2 separate regions of the Zea mays genome follow, and region 2 is linked to region 1. A link is a contact called in public Hi-C data. All regions are on one chromosome and are shown on one strand. Each heading gives the region's core, a stretch centred on a gene start, on an enhancer-like site or on the middle of the called end of the contact. The rest is flanking DNA. Distances are from core to core; before and after follow the strand shown. Region 1 holds the start of LOC118476738. Region 2 holds the start of LOC542139 (cellulose synthase 11).

Region 1 (6,233 bases), core at 1,586-4,085:
TATATTTCTCCAAGGACTCCAAAAGAATCAACACAGCGACCACGAGCCCTCTTGCAAAGCCAATTCATGTAACCTAAATATGTTGTCAAAAGTTGAGCGACATCAACCATAAACACCCATGTATCTCTATCCATTTGCTTCTCACCTATGTGCAGCACCTTATCAATTGTAAATAAAGGGGAAAAATGTACGATCACATATTTATATACTTATTAACCGGAGAAATAATTTAACGAGCACAACAACAATTCGACTAGGCTGCACACATCACCTAGAAGGACCCACGTGAGGCTCAGCCTCGTAGGTGAATCCTGGCTGGGCACTAGCCACTAGGCATGGGCGTGTCACGCGTGTGGCGGTTAGGCTCTGGACGCGAGCGCGCGAGCGCGCGGCACGACGGTGGTCGGTGGCTAACCAACGTGGGCACCCGATGAGACGATAGATGGACGCGGGCGCGCGACGTCCTGGTGGCGATGGCTGGGCGAGGGCGTGAGGCGTTCTAGCGGCGCTGAGGCTGGGCATGGCGTTCTGGCGACCGGCGGCTAGGTCTGCTCGTGCTCAGGCGTCAGAACTGTGAAGGCTAGGCTTAGGGTGTGCCACGGCCCACCTGGACCCCCTGTGGGTCCGCCCCTGCTCGACCAGAGGCGGAGAGCACTATAGTCACGAGCTCCACAGTCCAAGCTCGCACTCGCAAGTGCTAGCATCTCTCGGTAATGGCGAAGTCGCGTGGCTTCGTGATGGCGGCTGTGATGGTGGTGGCGGTGGTGGTGGCCGTGGTATCGGTGGCGCCGCGCGGCGCGGAGGCGAAGACGACGATCGAGCCGTGCTCGGGGTCCGACTCCTGCCCGGCGCTGCTGGGTTACACGCTCTACGCCGACATGAAGGTGTCCGAGGTGGCCGCGCTCTTCGCCGTCGACCCGGCGGCGTTGCTGGCCGCCAACGCGCTCGACTTCGGCGCCCCAGGGGCGGCGCACCGCATCCTGCCCATGGGCCTCTTCGTGCGCGTGCCCACCCGCTGCTCCTGCGCCGACGGCGTCCGCAAGTCCGTCTCCGTCCGCTACGCCGCGCGCCCGGCCGACACGCTCGCCACCGTCTCCGACGTCGTCTTTGCGGGGCTCGCCTCCTCCGACCAGATCCGCAACGAGAACGGCCTCACCTCCGCCGACCCCGACGCGCCGCTGGACGCCGGCCAGAAGCTCGCCATTCCGCTGCCATGCGTCTGCTTCAACTCATCCGACAACAACCTCCCCGCGGTGTACCTCTCCTACGTCGTGCAGGTCGGGGACACCGTGCCCGCCATCGCTGCAAGCTACGAGACCACCGTCACGGATGTCATGAATGTCAATGCCATGGGGAGTCCCGTCGCCGCGCCAGGCGACATTCTCGCCATCCCATTGCCAGGTAGGAGTACATGATATGCCCAGACGGATTCATGTATGGTGAAATAGGCAACTCCATCGTCTTATATAATGGCATTTTCAGCAGACGTATATAATGGCATTTTCAGCTTTCGCGAGAATTATAATGGCACTGATATAGTTTCACGAATAGTTATGGTGTGCAGCGTGCTTCAAAAACAACAAAACTATAATGGCGTGTACTAACCCATATTTCAGCTATACTATAGTTTACTAGGCGCCAACAGTATGCACTCGATGTTGGAAGCGCATGCAGTGGTTCAAAAACGAGCATGCTAATGTGGGTCTCAAGTTACTAATTGTTGATTTGAGGCATGAATAGTGTGTTAGATGCTTGCCTCACTATCTTTAATGGAGTCATGTACTTGTAGCCCATATTTATCTATTATGTCGATTATTTTGCTGTAGATGAAAACCTGTTCAAGAGTCCATCTCAGATGGTTGTAATTAAAAGCAATCCAAAAAAGTAGGTCGTAATTAGACATTGTCCTTGAACATTGCAAATAGCTAAGGTTAAAAAATCCACATTTCATATCTATACTACTCTATTAAGATAGTAGCGTCAGCGTCCACACCCGTCCACACCCTGGTTGCCCCCGCCTGACCCCGCACCCTCCCACGCGCGCGCATGAAAGCAGCTCGCTAGCCCCCGTCGTGCCCCTCCCCCACGACCGAGGCACCGTCCCCCGCCGCCCCCGCCCCGGATCTCGCCCCCGCCGCGGATCCCGCGCTGGCTCTATGCGGGAGTGCTGCCGAGCTCTGTGCAGGAGTGCTGCGGCGCCTTCCTCCGGCTGTACGCCACCGAAGCGCCCACCGCCGCAGCCCACACGCCTCCTGGGCGTGCGCGCGCACATAGACAGGCAGACAGCTAGCGGTTTCAGTTTCAGCAGAAGATCATCGTCTTCAAGAACGGAAACGGAACACTAAGCAGCAGTGGTGGATCCGCAACAAAGGCTGAGACTGACTCACCGATGGCTGCGAGCTCGTGGTCCTTCACCCAGGACTGCACCGACGAGCTTATCCGCTCCACCGTTGACTCCATCGACTCGGACGGAGGATCTCGGTTCCCTCCCTGCCTGTCTCTGATGCGGGGGGATCTGGGATGCGACTCCTGCTTTTGTTGGACGATTGAAGTTCTTGGAAGGGGCGGGGAAGGGTGGGATTGGATTGGATTGAATTGAACTGATGAGTCTGAGTGCAAGGCCCTGTCTCGACTAACTTATAGCTGAACGGGCGAGTGGAACCAGTGGCTGCCCTGCCCACTGGAAGCCTGGGAACGGGGAGGGAGGGGAACCAAATGGGAGGCCCCCGCCTTCTGTTTCTGTCTGTTTTGTCTTCGTTCCTGGTGGCTCGGCTTCTGGTTTTCCAGGCCGCTTGTGGCTTCAGGCAGGGCAGGCTGCTCTGCCAGTTTCAGCTCAACGGATATTTCGTCTTCATTATTAAAAGAAAACGAAAACTCAACTAACATTCCTGCCAGCTAGCGACTCTTTTTTTTTCTTCCCCACTCTGACACGACTTATTACCAACATATAATACAATAGCATTATAGATATCATTATATTTGACCGATATCTTCCCGGCCAGGAGGGGACCAAGATAAACTTGGTGAGTGAGCGAGCGAAACAGATTTCCTGCTGATTCTTGATTTCTTGGAGGCCGGGGATTCTTCAAATCTCCAAAGATTGGGATGCGTCGTGCTTTCACGGTAAGCATCTCGTTTGGGGTATCTGCATCCGGGCTGCTCTAGCACATATGATACCTCGCCTTGAAATAAAGGTTTATTTATCTGAAACTTCTCTCCCTTCAGTTACTTCGTTATATTGATTCGAATTAGCCACCGGAAGGCAGTTTTTTTGGTATTATATATATATTTAAAAAAACCGTTTGAATCTTTGGTGGGACTATTACCGCATTTGGATCATGTGGTAATCTATAGCGCCGATCGATGCAAGTGCCATCGAATCTGCACATATGCTTAGTACTTCACATTTCTTCAGCTACTAATCATAGGAATCATGTAAGATACTGGGTTGTGATGGTTCAATGCTGCTTGATGGCACCCCACCCTTCACAGGGGAGAAGAATGCTCCATCCAAACTATTCCTTGCGCAGGGTTTGATGTGACCAACAGCGTCAATGTACAACTTGAACAGATCTGCCTACAGATGTAGTGTCATGCGCTGACATCCTCACTTGTGGCAGCACATGAATCTGTTGTAGCAACAAGACAAGACAAAAAAAACTCGAACATTAGAGGTAGCAAATTGACGGAAGAAGTGCCTATGTAGCAAAATTACGAGAACCTCTTTATGTTTAAGAGATTATGATATTTATAATACTGGACCTAAACAAACCTAAGGAAGTACTAAATTATCGTGTTATTATTCGGTTCCGTTGCAACGCACGGGCACTCACCTAGTAATTAAAATATAACCCAAACACAGAGGAGCCAAAATCTGGTTTTGAAGCAACTAATCAATTTAAACCTCACCCTTGAGATTGCTACTACCTACTACTGATAGTTCAAAAAGTGACACCACTTTGTAATGTCATGTTAATAAGGGATCATATCAGAAGCTGCGCACGGGCTCCTTTAGCATTTGCCACTCCTATAACTTTCCCCAATTACTTCAGCCACACAGTTCCCTTTCCTTCTGTCAGGCTTTCATTTTACTTCAACCAGGAATGAGAAAGTCAAAGAATATGCCAAGTCGGCGAGTCAGCTATGAACATATGGATCTACGCCTTGCAGCGACAGACTACTATCTTGCCCAACTGGATAAACTTGGAGTGCAGCAGATTGAGAAGCTTCCCCTCTGTAGAATTGACTATTGAAATAATCATTATATTCTGAAATTCAAGAGAAAACTGGCTAAGACCCTCCAATTGGTGTATCGCTGGATTCTGATTGTTCGTCACCAATATCAAGTGATGAGATAGATGCCGCCAATTCATCAGCCGAATCAGATTTCAGTTCAGCTCCAGTGGCATCTGCAAGTGCGCTCAGCATAGCGACCACTTCAAATGTATCGTCCAGGTAGAATTTGGCTTTGCTTGGTTTTTGTCCCACAGTGCATGCAAACAGCGATGTTCTTGGAGCAACCATATTCCTCTTAATGATATCGGCAATATTTTCAAACATGTCCTCATCAGACCTATCATCGCCGATGCACAATACGAAATCAGCCTGCTTTCCCCTCTCCTTCACTGATGCAAGTATCCTCTCGGCAACTATTCCCTTGCTTACTCCCTGCAGATTAGTGCACAACAAAAGAACTCATTTTAATTTACACAAATAAATACAAGAAACTAAGTTAAGTCAATCATGCAAGGTAAAAACCATATCCATCAACTTATACTTTGCCACTAGTACCAACCACTTGCAGGAAATTTTTTGCATAAGGTAAGAAAGGTGGTAAAGTAACTACAGCCTAGTAGGCATAAGGCAAACAAGATAATGTTTTTCTACAGGGCTAGTAGGCTACTAAGACAAAATTCTAAAACCTGCAAGCATCAGCATGTTGCTTTTTAGAAAGTTGCTTTCACCACAACCAGACAAAAACCCAAAACAGGCCCAAATGAGATCTTCTATAACTGACGCCAACATATTTGCAACAAGAAAAAGAACTAGACTGGGTCCTTTCACACTTTTGAAGCTAAGTATCATATTAACTGTGAGAACAAAAGGTGCTACCTGAACTTCGTGGTCTACAGTTCAACTCTACCTTTTAGAATCGTAAAAATATAATATGGAATATTTTTAAGACGTAAATAATGAACTTATAAGTTGGAAACCACATATCTTCAAGAACGGGTTTGAATGGCTAAAAGATGAACGAACCTGTGGCTTGACTTCAACGATGAACTGTCCACTCTTGACAGAGACTGGTTCATTTGCTAGTACACTTTCCAGGTGATCAAGCAGCTCCTTTGCCTGTGAGGATCCAAAGCCTGGGTCAGCATCCTGATGGTGCCACACCAAGGCACTTTCTTTTCTCTCAATGTAGGATCCATCAGTTGCTTCTGTATATAAATTCATCACTGGCTTTGCCATTTGCATCCATCCAAAGTCCATGGCCTGGGTGCATGTTTGCCATTCTTCTTTGCTAGACCACCTACCAAATTTTTGAAATCTTATTTCACAGAGCCTTTCTAGCTAAGACAATTTGGTAAGAGCCGATTAAACCAATTACTGCAATTAACAAACTAGCAAACAAGATAGCCCATTAACAAACTAGCAAAGAAGATAGCCTATGATTGATCTATCACATTCATGTTCTTATATAATCTCTAGGTTAAGTGTGGGAAACCCAAATCCTGGATTAGGGTTGGGTGTTGTATTAATAGACTTGAGTTAACTGGGCCAGACCCATTACACAGGGGTGAGAGGGTAATTACACGGGGAAAGCCCCAAACCCTAAACGGGTATTCTAACACCCCCGCAGTCGCAACTCTATCCTGTACAGATGTTGAGACTGTATCGAAAGTCTAAAAATACACTCGACGGTAACCCCTTGGTGAAAATGTCGGCGAACTGCAGCGTGGTGGGGACGCTGATAACCCGAACGTCACCTGCAGCGACATGCTCGTGGACGAAGTGCGGGTCGATCTCCACATGCTTCGTGCGCTAATGCTACACGGGATTGGTGAAGCGATAGACCGCGCTGACGTTGTCGCAGTAGACGAGGGTGACGTGTTGAAGGGGGTTGTGGAGCTCGTGGAGTAGCTAGCGCATCCAGGAGGCCTCCGCCACGCTGTTGGCCACAGTATGGTACTCGACCTCTGCGCTGGAGCGGGAGACGACGGGTTGCCGCT
Region 2 (6,233 bases), core at 1,015-3,514, 460 kb after region 1:
GTGGCGTCGCATCCTCCCGCGCCCTTGGTTACATCAGGGTGTCGTGCGGGGAAGGAGCCAGTGTCAGTTCTCCTCCCCCCCTACGCCTCTAGCGACGGATGTACGTCATGCGATGCCTCAAGCGTAATCGCAAACACAGACGGCCTTTGTGTCATCGAGGTGTCGCTATGGGAGAAATACGGAGGCGGTTCCCTATCTCGTGCCTTTTGCGGCCGCGCTGAAGAAGACAACCACGGGGAAGCGCTCCTCCAGGTATATTGGTTTTCTCCACTCTGCTCCTTTTTATCCCATGCTCTCGTGCTTGATCCATGTTTTTCTTCTTGTTCCCCTTGCCAACACATATGTGTTGTACAATATGGTGAAGGGCGCGACCCTTGCAACGAATGGGGGGTGCTTGCCTTACGTTGCAAGTGATGGCAACTTCTTCGATCGTCGTGGCCTCCCTGCCTGTTGACACAATGGTCGACCCTCCTATGGCGGGAGTGCCGACCTCTCCAACAGCTCAAGAGTTGGTTGGCGCGACTGTCCTCGAGGTGGTCCTCCTTGATGCTCCTGCCGTAGCATCCAACCTAGAGAGAGTCTCGTTGCCGGGGTTGACGGCTCAGGGTGGAGGTGACGTTCATCACCCTGTCACCGACATCCTAGGGCATCTTGCCCCTGAGTGCTGTGGTGGCGGTCGGTCAATTCGGGTTGGCGTCATCGTCCATGGAGGTTATTGGGTCCCAGGTGTGTCCTCCACCGACCGTCGTCGCTTCAACTTCTGCGAGGGTTGTGTCGTATGTTGTGCACGAGGGGAGTCGCGAGGGCCTTCCACTGCCCCTCGAAGGCTTGGAGGCAAGGGAGACTAAGGTGGAGGAGTGGCAGTGCATTGGATAGGCCTCGACCCGGGGTGGCATGAGCCTGGAGACCATCGAGCACATGCTTGGTAATTTTGGAGAGGCAATTTTGATTGCTTGGGCGTCGATGACTCGAGATTTTGTTCCTTTTGGTCTGATGAGCGTCGCAAGGTAGGAAGAACAGAAGCCAAGCCCACAGGGACAGGAAAAATGCACTGCAGCAAGACGCGCGCGTGTATATATAAGCACGAGGCAACCTAACCAGTAATCTATTGCCCTTTCAAAGGACTCTGTTTTTTTATTTCTGCCTCTTCTGAATTTTCCGAAGACATGAGCTTCTAGCCTGTTGCAAGTGGTAAATCCCTTGTGCTTGAAGGCTGCAATATAGTGGTTCCGTTGCAACACACGGGCACTCATCTAGTTTCTTATAAGCATAAAAAAAGCAGGATCATCTCATTGATTTTTTAGGATAAACTCATAATTGAGGATAAGTCAATCAGTTATACTGAACATTATGTTGCATAACATGTAGATAAGGACACGAAAACATAGAAAGTTTCTCAGTTATATTTACCCATCAACATGAAATAAAAAACAACAAAGATGTCATAGTGATGTTTGTTTCAACTTACCAAGGGTGACCATGTCGTATTTATAATAATATTATATATTTATATCGTCAATAGAATATTAGTGTTACGGTGATATTTTAGCACACCGATTTTTTATATCATACTGATGTTTATCGTTTTGTATCTATATTTTATATTTGTTTTATAATAATATTAGATATTTATTTCGTCAATAGAATATTAATGTTATGATGATACTTTACTATATTGATTTTACATATGATAGTGATGTTACTCCTTCCGTATCTATATTTTATATTAGTTTTTATCTCCTGGCAACACGGTCACAACAGAAGAGAAGTTTTTCAGACCGATTCCAGGATCGATTTTTTTTTTATATCTGGGCTAAGACATCAGGTAGAGATTGTTTAACCTTTGCGGCTTTCCGCACTGACGGACCCACCCCCACCGCATCAACGGAACCTACCAACCACCCCCGTGCTCCGACCCCCCATCTGCCCGTCTTCCAGGTTACGCCCCGCGCGGCCGCGCGCGCGGAAGCTGTATCACCCCACCCGTCGACGTCGTCTTCGCTTCGAAACCCCGCAAAACCCCGCGGAAAAAACCCACCTGCTGCACGCACGCACCCCCTCCCTCTCCCTCCCCATGGCGCCTCCCCTCACCCAACTCTTTGCTTCCATTCTTTCCATCCACCCGCCAATGCGACGCCGACGCCGCAACTCCACCCACCGCCTGCCAGCGCCACCTCACCGCACCGCTTCCATCACCCCGCGATCATGGGCTACCGCTATATCACCACGCCTCCAACCTCCGGCACGCTTAGCCTCTCTCTCCCATTCTCTCACACCCAACACCCAGCTATCACACCCTGATCCCCGAGGCCGCGCGTCGGGGTGAGGAGGAGGGGCCATGATGGAGTCGGCGGCGGCCCAGTCCTGCGCGGCGTGCGGGGACGACGCGCGCGCTGCCTGCCGCGCGTGCAGCTACGCGCTCTGCAGGGCGTGCCTCGACGAGGACGCCGCCGAGGGCCGCACCACATGCGCGCGCTGCGGAGGGGACTACGCCGCTATCAACCCAGGTGCGTCGCGAGTATCGGAATCGTACTGTTTTCTTTTGCCGGTTTTCGGGAGGTAATGCTAACGTGTATGCGACCGCTCTCTGTTCCAGCGCGCGCCAGCGAGGGAACCGAGGCGGAGGAGGAGGTGGTGGAGAACCACCACACCGCCGGTGGCCTGCGTGAGAGGGTCACCATGGGCAGCCACCTCAATGATCGCCAGGTGGTTTTCCCCTCTCTGTTTGTTCAGTTCAGTGTGCCACTGCAACTGATGTCTCTAGAAAACTCTGGTCATTTTTTACTTTGTGGGTAACTGAGTTTTGCTGGAATAGGATGAAGTAAGCCACGCCAGGACCATGAGCAGCTTGTCGGGAATTGGTAGTGGTAAGGTTACTTGCTTCATAATTTACGTCCTGTTTCCTTTGTTTCTGATGGTGTGGGGGTAGTGAAATTTCAACCCTTACTATGAATTTGCAGAATTGAATGATGAATCTGGTAAGCCCATCTGGAAGAACAGGGTGGAGAGTTGGAAGGAAAAGAAGAATGAGAAGAAAGCCTCGGCCAAAAAGACTGCAGCTAAAGCACAGCCTCCGCCTGTCGAAGAACAGATCATGGATGAAAAAGAGTAAGGATGAAGCGTCCATTTATAGATCTTTCTTTATGACTCGTTGAGGTGCCTATCCTTCTCCATGCATAGAGTGATATTATAAATGAACTGCGAATGTTAAATGATACTTGATTAGGTGAAACTAAGAATGCTTTTAGCTGATCATTGTTCTAATATAATGGCAACATTGAGGTTCTCTCACATACGTCAAAGTTAGCTTTATCTTACTAGATCCCAGAACTTGTGTGATGAAATTGAACTTGCTGTGCCGTGTATATACTGTTTTTAGGACATTAAAGCATGGACTTCGCTATACTGGAGTAGAAATTAGTAAACCAAAGCACTGAAATAATTGTGGATGGTGACATACATATTTATGTTTCATATCTCATTATCAGGCCTCATTTTAACCTAACTCAACACGACGACACCTCAATCAGATACTAAGCCTGGCCTATTGACATTTATTTATTTAGTACCACTAGCGTTTCCCAAGATCTGGTTTTCTGTTCAATCTAGCACAAGTGAACTCTATCCTAGCCTATTTCGCAATATTTTTAACTCTGTACCTAATTTCTGATAAGATGCCTGAAAGGTCTCAATCTCATCATTTATTGTTTGAAGCCTTTGTGATAACTTTCACTAAAATGTGACGTTTCTATCTCTGTACATGTTGTAACAACAAACAATTTTGCAGCTTGACAGATGCATATGAGCCACTCTCCCGGGTCATCCCAATATCAAAGAACAAGCTCACACCTTACAGAGCAGTGATCATTATGCGGTTAATTGTTCTTGGGCTCTTCTTTCACTACCGTATCACCAATCCTGTTAACAGTGCCTTTGGTCTCTGGATGACATCAGTTATATGTGAGATCTGGTTTGGTTTCTCCTGGATATTGGATCAATTCCCGAAGTGGTATCCTATCAATCGTGAGACTTATGTTGATAGGCTGATTGCACGGTATGTTTGTTAGAGCCTACTAGCACATAAGAATCATATATATGCATCAACAACCATCAGGATCTGATAAGCCTTGTCTCATGTTTGTTACAGATATGGAGATGGTGAAGAATCTGGGTTAGCACCTGTAGATTTCTTTGTCAGTACAGTGGATCCATTGAAAGAGCCTCCACTAATCACTGCAAACACTGTGCTGTCTATTCTTGCTGTGGACTATCCCGTTGAGAAGATCTCATGCTATGTATCTGATGATGGTTCTGCTATGCTCACATTTGAATCGCTCGCAGAGACTGCAGAATATGCTAGAAAGTGGGTGCCGTTTTGCAAGAAGTACGCCATTGAGCCACGAGCTCCTGAGTTCTACTTCTCACAGAAAATTGACTACTTGAAGGACAAGATACACCCATCTTTTGTCAAGGAGCGTAGGGCTATGAAGGTAGATCTTGGTTGCACGTTTGAACAACATTCATTTTTTTACTGGTTATGCTCTTTGTTTTTATACAAATAATGTTATGTACTTGTGTTTACACAGAGAGACTATGAAGAGTACAAGGTGAGGATAAATGCTTTGGTTGCCAAGGCTCAAAAGACACCTGATGAAGGCTGGATCATGCAAGACGGTACACCATGGCCTGGGAACAATCCTCGTGACCACCCTGGCATGATCCAGGTAGTTTGATTTTTACTAGTGAAATATCAGCATGTGAGATTCGTGGTCATACTGAGTTATTGCAGGATGGTATTCTACTTCTTGTTTGGAACTGATTGCTGAAATTTATAATGACTAGTTAATTCTTTTAGGATATAAATCAAGTCATGAATATTTCTTGCATCTTGGTCAATACTCAATACGAACATGCATGTCTTCCCTCACGAAATAAATAAACAAATGATAACAACAGCAGCAACAACAACATCCTAGTAAGGTGTTTCACTTGAACTTGCAAATATATTCTTTATACTATGGTGTTAGTTCAATGGATCATTATTTGTATCCTACTTGTGTCTCATTTTGCAAGGTACATTTATCAACTAATACTCAAAACACCCTAATTGATATTGAACTTTTATAGATCCACTGCAAATTGCAGTTCAGAGTTGAAGTTATTATGGTTTTGTGGAACTTACATTTCACTGCTACCGTGTTCCCTTTTTTCTAGACTCTACTAAGATGCTCTATTTTCCTACTATACTATTATGTGTGTCGATCCTTGCTAGAGTGTCAATGTTTTTGTATCAAGCTTGCTCTTACCATATCCCTTGCTTTTGGTGATAGGTTTTCCTGGGTGAGACTGGTGCACGGGACTTTGATGGAAATGAACTTCCTCGGTTAGTGTATGTGTCAAGAGAGAAAAGACCAGGCTACCAACACCACAAGAAGGCAGGGGCTATGAATGCTCTGGTACGGCATTCTTCACTGCTAATTGCAGTATATAGAAGTTTATTTTATGTCAAGACTGTTTGAACATGAATTAATTGAAAAACTTTCTAATTTGGCAGGTCCGAGTGTCTGCTGTTCTGACAAATGCCCCTTACATTCTTAATCTTGATTGTGATCACTATGTTAACAACAGCAAAGCTGTTCGTGAAGCAATGTGCTTCATGATGGACCCTACTGTTGGCAGAGATGTCTGCTATGTACAATTCCCCCAGAGGTTCGATGGCATTGATCGCAGTGATCGATATGCCAATAGGAACGTTGTGTTCTTTGATGTAAGTGTTCTAACTGGTGACGTTGTCTTTACATCTTAGTTATCTTCACACAACTTATGTCCATTCTTACATCGAATAGGTTAATATGAAAGGACTTGATGGCCTCCAAGGCCCAGTTTATGTGGGAACTGGTTGTTGTTTCAATAGGCAAGCACTTTATGGTTATGGGCCTCCATCTCTGCCCGCACTTCCAAAGTCTTCGATTTGTTCCTGGTGTTGCTGCTGCTGTCCCAAGAAAAAGGTTGAAAGAAGTGAGAGGGAAATCAACAGAGACTCTCGGCGAGAAGACCTCGAGTCTGCCATTTTTAACCTTCGCGAAATTGACAGTAAGTGCACGGATGTGGTCTGTCAAAAGTTCTAACCTGAAAGAATAATAGCGTGTTCATTACACTATGGTTGTTTTTCAGACTACGATGAGTACGAGAGGTCCATGCTCATCTCTCAGATGAGCTTCGAGAAGTCTTTT

The links. A called contact is a pair of places that touch in the nucleus more often than the background predicts.
Region 2: a contact with region 1 is called in a Hi-C map of tassel, with 2.5 times the contacts expected there. The contact joins the promoter of LOC542139 here to the promoter of LOC118476738 in region 1. A contact is called at or near these places in 2 of 25 Hi-C or Micro-C datasets (leaf mesophyll and tassel).

Annotation. Positions count from the first base shown.
Region 1 is chr3:203,063,805-203,070,037 of Zm-B73-REFERENCE-NAM-5.0, forward strand. It overlaps LOC118476738, which reads right to left and starts at 2,836. Exons shown (of 2, transcript XM_035966411.1): 1 at 2,388-2,836; 2 at 1,866-2,286. The coding sequence starts at 2,460. The coding sequence ends at 1,967. LOC103651208 (probable alpha,alpha-trehalose-phosphate synthase [UDP-forming] 7) reads right to left here. Exons shown (of 3, transcript NM_001301547.1): 2 at 5,260-5,533; 3 at 4,069-4,668. The coding sequence ends at 4,291. It overlaps LOC100283972, which reads left to right and starts at 136. Exons shown (of 1, transcript XM_034059761.2): 1 at 136-1,550. The coding sequence starts at 714. The coding sequence ends at 1,415.
Region 2 is chr3:203,527,717-203,533,949 of Zm-B73-REFERENCE-NAM-5.0, forward strand. It overlaps LOC542139 (cellulose synthase 11), which reads left to right and starts at 2,265. Exons shown (of 13, transcript NM_001111766.2): 1 at 2,265-2,507; 2 at 2,597-2,706; 3 at 2,816-2,867; 4 at 2,961-3,108; 5 at 3,788-4,054; 6 at 4,148-4,490; 7 at 4,587-4,724; 8 at 5,331-5,456; 9 at 5,555-5,767; 10 at 5,847-6,093; 11 at 6,175-6,233. The coding sequence starts at 2,339.